2 separate regions of the Pan troglodytes genome follow, and region 1 is linked to region 2. Evidence: chromatin contacts called from public Hi-C data. All regions are on one chromosome and are shown on one strand. Each heading gives the region's core, a stretch centred on a gene start, on an enhancer-like site or on the middle of the called end of the contact. The rest is flanking DNA. Distances are from core to core; before and after follow the strand shown. Region 1 has its middle 150 kb from the start of MIR3937. Region 2 has its middle 98 kb from the start of MIR3937.

Evidence for each region. A called contact is a pair of places that touch in the nucleus more often than the background predicts.
Region 1: a Hi-C map of stem cell-derived neural progenitor cells shows a contact between it and region 2, with 2.0 times the contacts expected there. The contact joins two enhancer-like sites. A contact is called at or near these places in 2 of 7 Hi-C or Micro-C datasets (blood and stem cell-derived neural progenitor cells).

Annotation. Positions count from the first base shown.
Region 1 is chrX:40,229,673-40,235,247 of NHGRI_mPanTro3-v2.0_pri, reverse strand. No RefSeq gene overlaps it. Among named protein-coding and RNA genes, the nearest start is that of MIR3937, 150 kb to the right of the region's middle. Within about 2 kb of position 1,312, at least 3 of the 24 cell types and tissues checked have an H3K27ac peak or open chromatin away from gene starts, as enhancers often do. A contact at or near this core is called in stem cell-derived neural progenitor cells, where this site is marked.
Region 2 is chrX:40,182,542-40,188,019 of NHGRI_mPanTro3-v2.0_pri, reverse strand. No RefSeq gene overlaps it. Among named protein-coding and RNA genes, the nearest start is that of MIR3937, 98 kb to the right of the region's middle. Within about 2 kb of position 2,554, at least 8 of the 24 cell types and tissues checked have an H3K27ac peak or open chromatin away from gene starts, as enhancers often do. A contact at or near this core is called in stem cell-derived neural progenitor cells, where this site is marked.

The DNA of each region.
Region 1 (5,575 bases), core at 63-2,562, 48 kb before region 2:
TGGTACTATGTGCCTGTAGTCCCAGCTACTAGGGAGGCTGTGGCAGAAGGATTTCTTGAGCCCAGGAGTTTGAGGCTGCAGTGAGCTATGATCGTGCCACTGCAGTCCAGCCTGGGTGATATTAATAGAATGAGACCCTGACTCTTAAAAAAAAAAAAAGACTTACCTTTAGCCTCAGCACTTCCCCACCTTGCACCACCCCCAAGAACACCCTGTCTGCCGCAAGTCAGCCTGCCCTGGTAGTTCCCTTCCCTGAATTGCTACTGAGCTTCAGTAGCACTGCCCAGCCTTGCACTTGCCGCTGATTTTGTTACATGTGTTCATTTTTTTCTCCACTGTGCTCTTCCATTCTCAAGGGTAAGTCTCACAATCCCAAGGGCTTCCTGTTAGTCACTTCTCCTTCTGTCCCCAGGAGGAATTCGAAGGTCTGACTCCATTATGAATCAGGGAAGATCAGTGTCATTGGCAAAAACAGCTTTTTTTTTTTTTTTCAGCCATGTCTCAAGAAACTTGCAAGTAAATGCAAGGCTTAGTTGTATGTGGATGGGTGCAGGAGTGGTGGGGCGCACAGAGATGGGGGAGGGGGATCTGGTAGAGAGACCCTGTGGCCATGACCTGCCTTAGCCCCACAAGCTTTTGAGCCCTGTTCTTGAACTCGATATGTCTTGAGTTTCACAGGGGGAATCTCTCACCCAGCTCAATGTGGTTCGCCTTCAGGGGTCCCTGCCAGAGCCTGTCTGGATTAGGCAATCAGGAAAGCCGACGAACACTGGGGAGAAAGCCTTACATGGACAGGGCATCCCAGATATCCCCTGCGGGCCTCCTTCCTCATTTCCAAGTTTCCTTATTAGATGGCGGAAATGTGTCTTATTCAGTCAAGAAGGACCCAGGCCAAGGTGAAAGGGGCACGGTTAAGCTCTCTGGGCCTGGAGTCACTCAAGCACCTGGAAGGAGCGTTCTCTCCCTTAGAGACAGTTTTCATTTCCACCTTGCTCAAAACAAAAGCCAGGTGGCTGGAAAAACAAATGCCTGTGCAGGAGTTCTTCTCACATCTATGCTGACTTTTCCAGACCACAGATTGGGACGTGCTGACGGACAGGCATGGGTAGATTTATGGCAGGAGATCAACATGAGATATCGGGGGCAGGAAGTGTGGCCTTCCAGTGCGCAGGGGCTGGCTGTGTGTCCTCGGGGTGGGTGCTGGGCTGGTTGCATAAGGGCCACAGGAAGTGTCCCTCAGGCTCAGGGCATGGGTTTCTCTGCAGTGGCCTGAACTCTGAGAGGAGCATAGGAAGGGAAATGCCTTTCTTCCTTAGTGTAGAGTTGCTGTTACCCTGGAAACGGCCCTTCTGGCCTACAGGGCCTAATAACATTCCTCAAAGTTTTCAGGAGTTGTGAGTTTTGGAATGATGACATGAATGTGGCTTTGTAGGGGCAGAACTCTGCCTCCGGAGTTAGGCGCATGAAGGAAAACACAGCAAAACAAAATGGAAAATGCAGCCTGTGGTTTAGAAAGACTATGGGGTTGTAGAATCGTAGCTGTCGAATGGGAAACTTCTGTGCATCTTTTTCCTTCTTTGATGGTAATTCCTGCGGTGTCCTAGCAAAGTCGGAAGTAGGATTCAAGTTTGGGGATTTTAGAATGCCCCTGGCTATGTACAGGGTTCCTTATTCCTCAAACGGTAGCTCTGTGGATCTCTGCAGTTGTATGGTTGGCTAGGAAAGCAGAAATTGTCATATTACAGAAATATTCAGTAATGAATTTTGCATGAAATTTGCCCCCACGCAGACATCCTTCACTCCTTCCTTATCAGCTACCTATGTCCTGCCCTTTGGTTGCCAGGAAGCAGACCACAGCCCAATACCGTGTGGTGCAACTGTGAAGTCCAGAACTGCTAGATTTTCTGAAATCAAATGAGGACGATGCCGGAGAATTACTTCCATCTCATGAGGAGTCACTAATTGGGATCTTGAGTGAGTTAGCTCGGTTCTCAGCCAAAGAGATGATCCATAGGCAGGAGGCATGATGGGAGTTTCCAAAAGTGGACCTTTTGAAGAACAAAGAATCAAGAGAGACCCTTGGGATAGCTGATGAAGGCCTTGAACCTTTTTGCCAAAATGACCCTCTTTATGATGGTGTGTGAAAGTCAAGGGTGAACTGGAGGCTGTTTTGTCTCTAGATGATTTGGTCGGGGAAAAGAAAAGCTTTGAACTCCCAACCAAACTTGTCAGCACTTTGTTACTGCTAAGAGTGGTGCACAGTTGCACTTAGAAACTCCATTTTCTTAAATATGAAATGACTTATTTTTTCCCCAGCTTCATTGAAGTATGGTTCAACAGAAAAATTGTATATATTTGAGCTATACAATGTTTGATGTATGTATACATTGTGAAATAATTAGGACAATCAAGCTAATTGACATATCCATCACCTCACATAGTTACCATTTTGTGTGTGGTAAGAACACTTGATATTTATTCTCTTAGCAAATGTATACAATACAGTATTATTAACTACAGTCATCATTCTGTATATTAGATCTCCGGAACTTATTCATCCTTCATAACTGAAACTGTACCCTTTGACCAACATCCCATTTACTCCGTGTCCCAGCCCTTGGCAGCCACCATTCTACTCTGTTTCTTTTTGAGATGGAGTCTTGCTCTGTTGCTGAGGCTGGAGTGCAGTGGTGCAATCTTGGCTCACTGCAACCTCTGCCTCCTGGGTTCAAGCAATTCTCTTGCCTCAGCCTCCCAAGTAGCTAGGATTACAGGCACCCACCACCAGGCCCAGCTAATTTTTTTTTTTTTTTATTTTTTTATTATTTTTTTTTTTTTTAGTAGAGATGGGAGAGATGGGGTTTCACCATGTTGCCCAGGCAGGTCTCGAACTTTTGACCTCAGGTGATCTGCCCATCCTGGCCACCCAGAGTGCTGGGATTATAGGCGTGAGCCATTGTGTCTGGCCCACTCTGTTTCTATGAGTTCGACTTTTTTAGATTCCATATATAAATGAAACCAAAAATAACTTATTTTTATGATTCAAGTGTCATTTTTGAGATTAAGTCCCAGTTCAATTTTTTCCCCTGTATTTACTTGGAAACCTTGGTCTCTATTTCAATTGGTTCACTGTAAGTGGGCTTTTCCCATGTGGGTTGACCTCAGGTGACAAGGGTCTTCAGCATTTCCAGGAGCTGGCAAGCTTGGTGACTTTGTTTCTCTTTGGTGGAGGGAGAGGATAAAGGCTCCAGAGGATGGAGTGGCATGGGCCGGCTGTTGCCCTACGCAGGATAGGGGGGTAGCATTTAGGGTTGGAGGCTCAGAAACAGTACATGTAAAACTGCCCAACTACCTGTTCAACTTCCTTCACATCTCCCATACCAAATGCTGGAGAAGTTCCTCAAATGTTTCCCACCGTCTCCCTCCCTGTAGCACCTCTCCAATCCATAGCCCCCTCTCCATCTCAGCATGCAGCTACTTCTTCCTCCTGATTTGAAGGCCCAAACCCTTGCCCTCAAAATCCCCCATCACTCTCTCCTCTTTCTTTTTCTTTTCTTCTTCTTTTTTTTGAGACAGGGTCTTGCACTGTCACCCAGGCTGGAGTGCAGTGGCACTTTCATGGGTCACTGCAGTCTCGACCTCCTGGGCTCAAGTGATCCTCCCTCCTCAGCCCCCCAAGTAGCTGGGACTACAGGAGTGCGCCACCACGCCCAGCTAAATTTTGTATTTTTTGGTGGAGACAGGGTGTATTAGTCCGTTCTCACACTGCTCTGAAGAAATACCCGAGACTGGGTAATTGACAAAGGAAAGAGGTTTAATTGACTCACAGTTCTGTGTGGCTGGGGAGGCCTCAGGAAACTTACAATCATGGCGGAAAGCACCTCTTCACAGAGTCGCAGGGGAGAGAATAAGTGCCCAGCGAAGGGGGAAGCCCTTTATAAAACCATCAGATCTTGTGAGAACTAACTCTCTATCAGGAGAACAGCATGGAGGTAACTGCCCCCACGATTCAGTGATCTCTACCTGGTCCCTCCCACAACATGTGGGGATTATAGGAACTACAGCTCAAGATGAGATTTAGGTGGGGACACAGCCAAACCATATCCTGAGGTTTCACCATGTTGCCCAGGCTGGTATTGAACTCCTGAGATCAAGCGATCTGCCCACCTCGGCCTCCCAAAATGCTGGGATTACAGGCATGAACCACTGCGCCTGGCCTCTCCCCTCTTTCATAATCGACATCTACTTGTTAGTAATGCCTGTTGGTCTTACCGTCAAAACACTCCTAGGCCGGGGTTGTTGGCTCACGCCTGTAATCCTAGCACTTTGGGAGGCTGAGACAAGAGGATCCCTCGAGCCCAGGAGTTTCAGACCAGACTCGGCAATATAGTGAGACCCTGTCACTATTTTTGTACAAAACGAAACAAAGCAAAACCAAAAATCCCACTCCCAGGCTTTTTTCATGGGTACCTGCCACCAGCTCTCTCTGCTAATGACTTCTCTCTGGCCTCTCTGCTTCACTTCTGCCCTCTGAATTTGAGTTTCAGTGAAGCCACTGTGCCCCTGTCATGTCATCATTCTTCAGCTCAAAACCCTTGAAATTTCCCAGCTCATTCAGAGTAAAAGCAGCACTGACTGAAACACAGTGTCCTGTAAGGCCTACACGACCTAGTTCCCATCGCCTGTCTGACTTCACCCTCTATTCCCTCCTCCTTGCTCCCTCCCCTCCAGCCACACTGCCTGGAACATGGCAGGCCTGCCTCTGCCTGCTCCTGCCTCAGGGCCTTTGCACTTGTTCCTCCTCTGCCTGGAATGCTCCTCCCTCTGCCTAGAAAGCTCCTCCCCCCAGGTAATGCCTTCAGTTCCTCCCTTCAGGTCTTTATGCAGATGTCAGCTTCTGGGGAGGACTTCCTTTACTCTGCCTTTCCCCAACTATATACTCCCTATCCTCCACTCCTGTTTACTTGTACACCTTGGCACTCGTTAACATCTGACATGCTATATAGTTTACTTGGTTATCTTGCTTCTGGCTTTTTGTCTCCCACCAGAATGGCAGCTGCCACGAGGGCAGGGATTTTTAAATCTATTTTGTTTGTTTGTTTCTTTCTTTCTTTTCTTTTCTTCTTTTTTTTTTTTTTTTGATTTGCCCTTTCACCCAGGCTGGAGTGCCGTGGCGTGATCTCGGCTCACTGCAACCTCCCATCTCCTGGGTTCAAGTGATTCTCCTGCCTCAGCCTCCTGAGTAGCTGGGACTACAGGCGCATGCCACCACGCCCGGCTAATTTTTGTATTTTTAGTAGAGACTGGGTCTCACCATGTTGGCCAGGCTGGTCTAGAACTCCTGACCTCAAGTGATCCGCCTGCCTCAGCCTCCCAAAGTGCTAGTATTACAGGCATGAACCACTGTGCCCTGCCAAAAGTCATTTTGTTTCTTGTCATGCTTTTAGTTCAGTGCCCGGCACTCAGTGGAACCTCAATATTTGTTGAAAACGTGAATGCGTGGGGCTTGGGGCAAATGCTGGAATCGCAACTTGATAATAAAGTGGAGACAGAGCAGGAAAAGCAATGATTCTCC
Region 2 (5,478 bases), core at 1,305-3,804:
CAGAATGGGAAAATCCGCAGAGACAGAAAGTAGACTGGTGGTTGCCAGGGGCTGGGGGAAGGGAGAGTAGAGAGTGGTTGGTTAAGGGATATAGGGTTTCTTTTGGGGTGAAAAAATGTTCTGGAATTAGATAGTGGTGATGGTTGCACAATATTGTAAATGTACTTAATGCCACCGAGTTGTACACTTTAAAGTATTTACAATGGTGAATTTTATGATATGTAAATTTTACCTCAATTAAAAAAAAATGGCCAACTACTCCTGCCCTGGACCGGACACTATGGTCGGAAGGACGACTTCTAACTCTTAGAACAAACCTTAGAGGATTGAGATAGTACTAACCTCATTTTATGGACACTGGGGCAATCCACAACCTGTCCCTTGACTAATGTTGCACAGTGATAAATTTGGGAATTGGATTCAGGTCTTCACTCCCAAGATGTGGGGCCCTTCTGAGAGGGTCCCACCTACCTATAGGGTTGCAGCGCACAGGTCTCAAGGGAATCCCCATTGGGAGGCCAACACCAAAGCCCAACCCCATTCAAGTGGTACAAACTGGTTCCTACGGGGAGGCTGTTTGTACCTCTGCCTCCTCCCACTCTTATCACCTTTCCCCACACCTACTACCATAGCTACTAGCAGGCTGACTCCACAGACTAGGTGGAGGGCTTTGGACATCCCAGTCTCAGGTACCAGGCAAAGGGCAGCCTGGTGCAGGGAACCCAGCAAGACTCTGGTTTCACATCAAACGGTGGTCAGTTTCTGCAGCAGATGTTCTTGGTGGCCTGCCCCAATTCCTTTGACACTCAACAGTCCAGAACGTTCTCTGAGGGCATGAGAACCCCACCTGAGGGCTTGGCAGCAATGCCCTTGGGAACATGTCCCAGGCAATGATATATGGGAACTAGAGGATAAATACCCCAGCCCCCTCACTCTCCAAGTGGGGTAACATTGAGGTATCTTTTATGGAGTCTCTCTGAGAAGCTCAGTGGGGTTGGCCTCCAGTGTCTCACTCTGGTGACCTCCTTTCCTAGTTGCTTCCCTTCCCTGCCCACTTCCCGGCCCTCAGATAAATCCCTTGGCCCCAAATCCTTGCTTCAGGGGCTGCTTCTGGGAGAGCCCAGCTGAAGACACCTTCTCTTGGTCACTTTTGCTTTCTGACCTCGGGCAAGTTCTCAAACCTTCTAGAGCCTTTCAGAGGTGTTGTATGTGAAGAGGCTGACCCAGGGGAGGTGCTGAACAGCATCTCGATGAGTAATCTGACTAGGAAAGATTGAGGGAGGACTAGTTATTATATATTCCACTCCCACACACCTGAGGGATTCAACACATGCCAGATTGCAATTGCAGTGGGGAACTTTCCAAACCAAATCTGATCACTTAGGGGTGGCAGCCTGATGTAATCTAGAAAATTTCAACAGAAGCTTCGCCTCCCTTCCATCCCTGTTCCAGCCCACAGGGCAACTTCTTGGTCAGCGCAGGGGGTTGGTGAGGGGTATGGGTGGAAGGAGGTATCAAGAGTGCCTGGTGTGGCCGAGTGTAATGGCTCACAACTGTAATCCCAGCACTTTGGGAGGCCAAGGAGAGCGGATCACTTGAGCCCAAGAGTTCGAGACTAGCCTGGGCAACAGGGCAAAACCCTGTCTCTACAAACAAAACAAAACAAAACAAAACACAAAACCAAAAAACACCTAAAAATTAGTTGGGCATGGGTATGCGTCTGTGGTCCCAGCTACTCGGAAGGTTAAGGTGGGAAAATTGCTTGAGCCCAGGAGGCGGAGGTTGCAGTGAGCCGAGATTGCACCACTGCACTCCAGCCAAAAGAGTGCAGAGTCCTTCTTTTGGGATCCCAGGTCTCCCCATGGCCAAAACCGCCCAAAGGAGAATGCCCTTTGGACTGGCTCTGCCTGGGCTCCTGCTTGACGGCTCAGAATACTCCAGAACTAGGATGACAGGCCTGAGGGGGCTGTGGCTGGTCCTCTGGTTTGGCAAATGCCTTCACCCTACCTGGACCCAGCTCTGCCTCTTCTGTCTAGGATGGGACTAGGCTGGCCTGGGGGCTGGGGCGAGGGTAGGGGGCCTAGGGCGTCCTTGCAGAGAGGCAGAAAGCCCCTCTGCTTGCTCGTCTTCACCCTCACGGCAGGCCTGGCTGCAGACTTGTTTGCTTTCAGTCCTGTGAGCTTTTTCCTCATACACACAGCTGACTGATTTTCTTCTCAGAGTGTGTGTGTGTGTGTGTGTGTGTGTGTGTGTGTGGTGTGTGGTGTGGGTGGTGGGGGGTTGTCTGTGAATGAGAAAGAAGTAAATAAAATACCTCAGGCGGGTGGGTCTCTGTCCTGTGTGCCCAGGCTGCCAGCCTGGCACCTGCCCAAGGTCTCTGGGCAAAGCCCTGGTCCACGGAGGAGCAGGGCTGTCTGGAGGGTGCCGGGGGAGGTGAAGGTGTCTCTGAGTCTGTGACCTTACCATCTAGGCTCTTGGGTGACTCCCCGAGGTGGCTGGCTGGTTTTGGTGAGCTCCGAAGCTGAGGAGGCTGACGGGGCTGCCTGGGGCTGCCTCCCGCCTCTCTGCCACATTCTTTTTCTCAGACAAACAGATTCCTTTGCTCACTGGAACAGCCGAGCTGGAGGAGCAGCTGTGAAAACAAACACGCGGCAGCTGACTGGAGGGCTGCGGGCTGTTTTCTGGGGGCTGCCTGGGCCCACAACTCCCTTTCTCCCTTCCAGCCACAGTGGGTGCCCTGGCTCCAACCCAGGAAGGGGAGGGTGGCCCCGTACTTTTGCTGCCTGGGAGTGGGCCAGCCCTGCTCCCTGGGTTTTCCTCACAAACGCCGTCCTCAGGTGGTTCTTGGCAGGCCTGGCGCCTCTTTGAGCCCCCTGACCGGCTGTGACTGTCTCCAGCCAAACCTGGAGAGAAAATATTTAGAGAAGGGGCCCCTCTCCCCTACTGAACACAGTCAGCTTTCAGTGCATTGGGAGTGGTCCTGGGCTGCCCTCCTGAGACACCCTGGGGTGCCTTGGGTGGGGTGGTGCTCCTCTGAAAGGAGCACAGTAGGCCCTGGCAGAGTTTCGGACCCTCCCTGAGTCTGTGGGCCACGTGGACAGCATATCATAGCTCTGATTCTATTCTACAGCGAGTGACGAACCATTTGCATATTGGAACTGGAAAAGACCCCTCAGAGGTGAGGAAAGCGAGATCCAGATGGCGGCGGGGGCCCACAGCCTGTTAGAATATTCTGTCTTCTCCCCTTCTTGGTGTAGCACACTCAGCCCAGGGTTACATAGCGTGGGATTATCAGCCAGGGCGCCAAGGCCCCAGCCAACAGCTCGCAGCTCTGCAACTGGCACGCGTCTTCCATCTGGGTGCAGCTCTTCCAGCACCCGGCCACGTGATGAACAGGAGCCTAGCCAGGGATGACCTGCCCTGAACCTGAGCATACCCAGCCAGGGATGCCGAGTTGTCCCCAGGTGATCCCCTTGCAGTCATCAGTCCTTGGGCCTGGGCTGACCCTGGAGGCCATTGCTTCAGCCAGGCGGCTCTCAGCAGCTGAGACAGACCCTGATGGGGTTGAGAGCTGAGAGGCTGGGTGGCAGATCACAGTGTCACCATAGGTAATGGTGGTGATGTCATTACTCTAAGCTTGTGAGCACTTTGGAAGCAGGACTTTGACTGTGTGGCTTACCTGTCGCCCTGGTCCCCCACTGGTGCCTGACACCCACTAGGTGCTTACGGATTGTCTGTGGGAGGATAGGGTCATCCAAGCCCTCAGCTCCAAGCCTCCTTAGGAAATGTGCTCTGCTTCTAAGTTGGCAAGAGGATGGCCCTTTCATAGATTCTCAGGGCTAGAGAGAGAGGCCTGAGAATTTCACAGGGAGCAGGAGTCATTTTTGGCAGTATTTTTAAAAAAATTAATAGAGATGCTACGTTGCCCAGGCTGGTCTTAGACTCCTGGCCTCAAGTGATCCTCCAGCCTCAGCCTCCCCAAATCCTGGGATTATAAGCGTGAGCCACTACGCCTGGCTCTTGGCAGTATTTTTATTGGACTTCAGTATTTCCCATGGATGTCAGAGCTTTGATAAACAGCAGCCAGTGCTCACGAATGAAGACATTGCTCAGCTTTGGTCAAATTAGATTGTGTTTGAATCCACAAAGAGGAAATAGGGTTGCAAGCCAGGCATTGTGTGGAGAGAAAAGGGTTTCCTACATTCCTTTAATTCCTACTCAGTGTATCAAGAGGGATGGGACGAGGCATCAGGAGAGGCTGTTCCTCCGGTCTGGGAGGACTGTGGAAAGATGGAGCTGGAGCTGGGGGAAGCAATGTGATCTACTCTGGGATCTGCCCCGAGGGAGGGAAGTATGTTGGAGAGGGGAGGGGGCATGCCTCAGGCAGTGGTATGTTTGCTCCCGGTTGTAGGGAGGGTTGGGAGAGGACACAGTATGAAGGCGGCACCCCGCATTCATCCAGTGGACTCTGCTTAAGAAAAACTCAGTGAGTGGCATGGTGTGGTAAGCAGAGCTGACCTTAGTTCCTTGGGTTTGGCGATGGTGCCCCTGTGTGGGGATGGTGGAAAGTAGGTGTGTCGAGGCCCCGTGGGCCTGGGTCACCGTCCAGATGGCGGGCATCACAGTCTTCAAAGGGAAGCACAGCTGGCCTGTCTGGGTGATGGGGATGACAGTGCATGCACCCAGAGAGTTGGGCCAGGAGTTGTCCAGCCTCAGACTTTAGTCAGGGAGAGCCATCTGCACCTCAGCAGTTACCATTCAGGGGCAGCCTAGACCAGCCACTCCACTGCAATGAAAAACTTCCAGGGGCCTCCTTGTGCTTGGGTCAGGGGTGGGGGATGGCGAGGGTGTCCAAGGACCTGATTTCTCTGCCTGTATAAGGTCTCATGCCCCTTTGCTGTTCAAAGTGTGCTCTGAGGCCCAGCAGCCTTGGCATCACCCAAGAGATTGGTAGGAGTGCAGAATCTCAGGCCTGCCCCCAGACCTGCTAAATCAGCATGTGCACTTTTCACAAGCTCCCCAGGGGACTCGTTTGCACATTAAAGTTTGAGAAACACTGACATAAGTTCTATTCCCTTCCTCCATACACCTAAACTCCGTCTTGTAGAAGAGAAGGGTGGTGGGGTGGGAATCTGGGAGAACCTGGGCATTTGCCTAAAGGGACCATTTAAACAATTGTACTGCACTTAGTCTACTCTGTACAACTAAAATGTCATCACCCCACCCTGCCTTGCTATGCTCGACCAAGAATGGATCCTCCATATACAAAGTAAAGAAATGAGATCTTCTTTTGCACATATGACTGTAGTGTGAGTAGATTCGTGAGTTGGCTATGTGCAAAAGAAGAGAGTATGGCTGAGGGCAAAGGCATGCAGCCAGTTAGTGATAGAGGTGGCTAGAATTAGAACCCATATGCTTTTTTTTTTTTTTTTTTTTTTTGAGACAGAGTTTTGCTCTTGTTGCCCAGGCTGGAGTGCA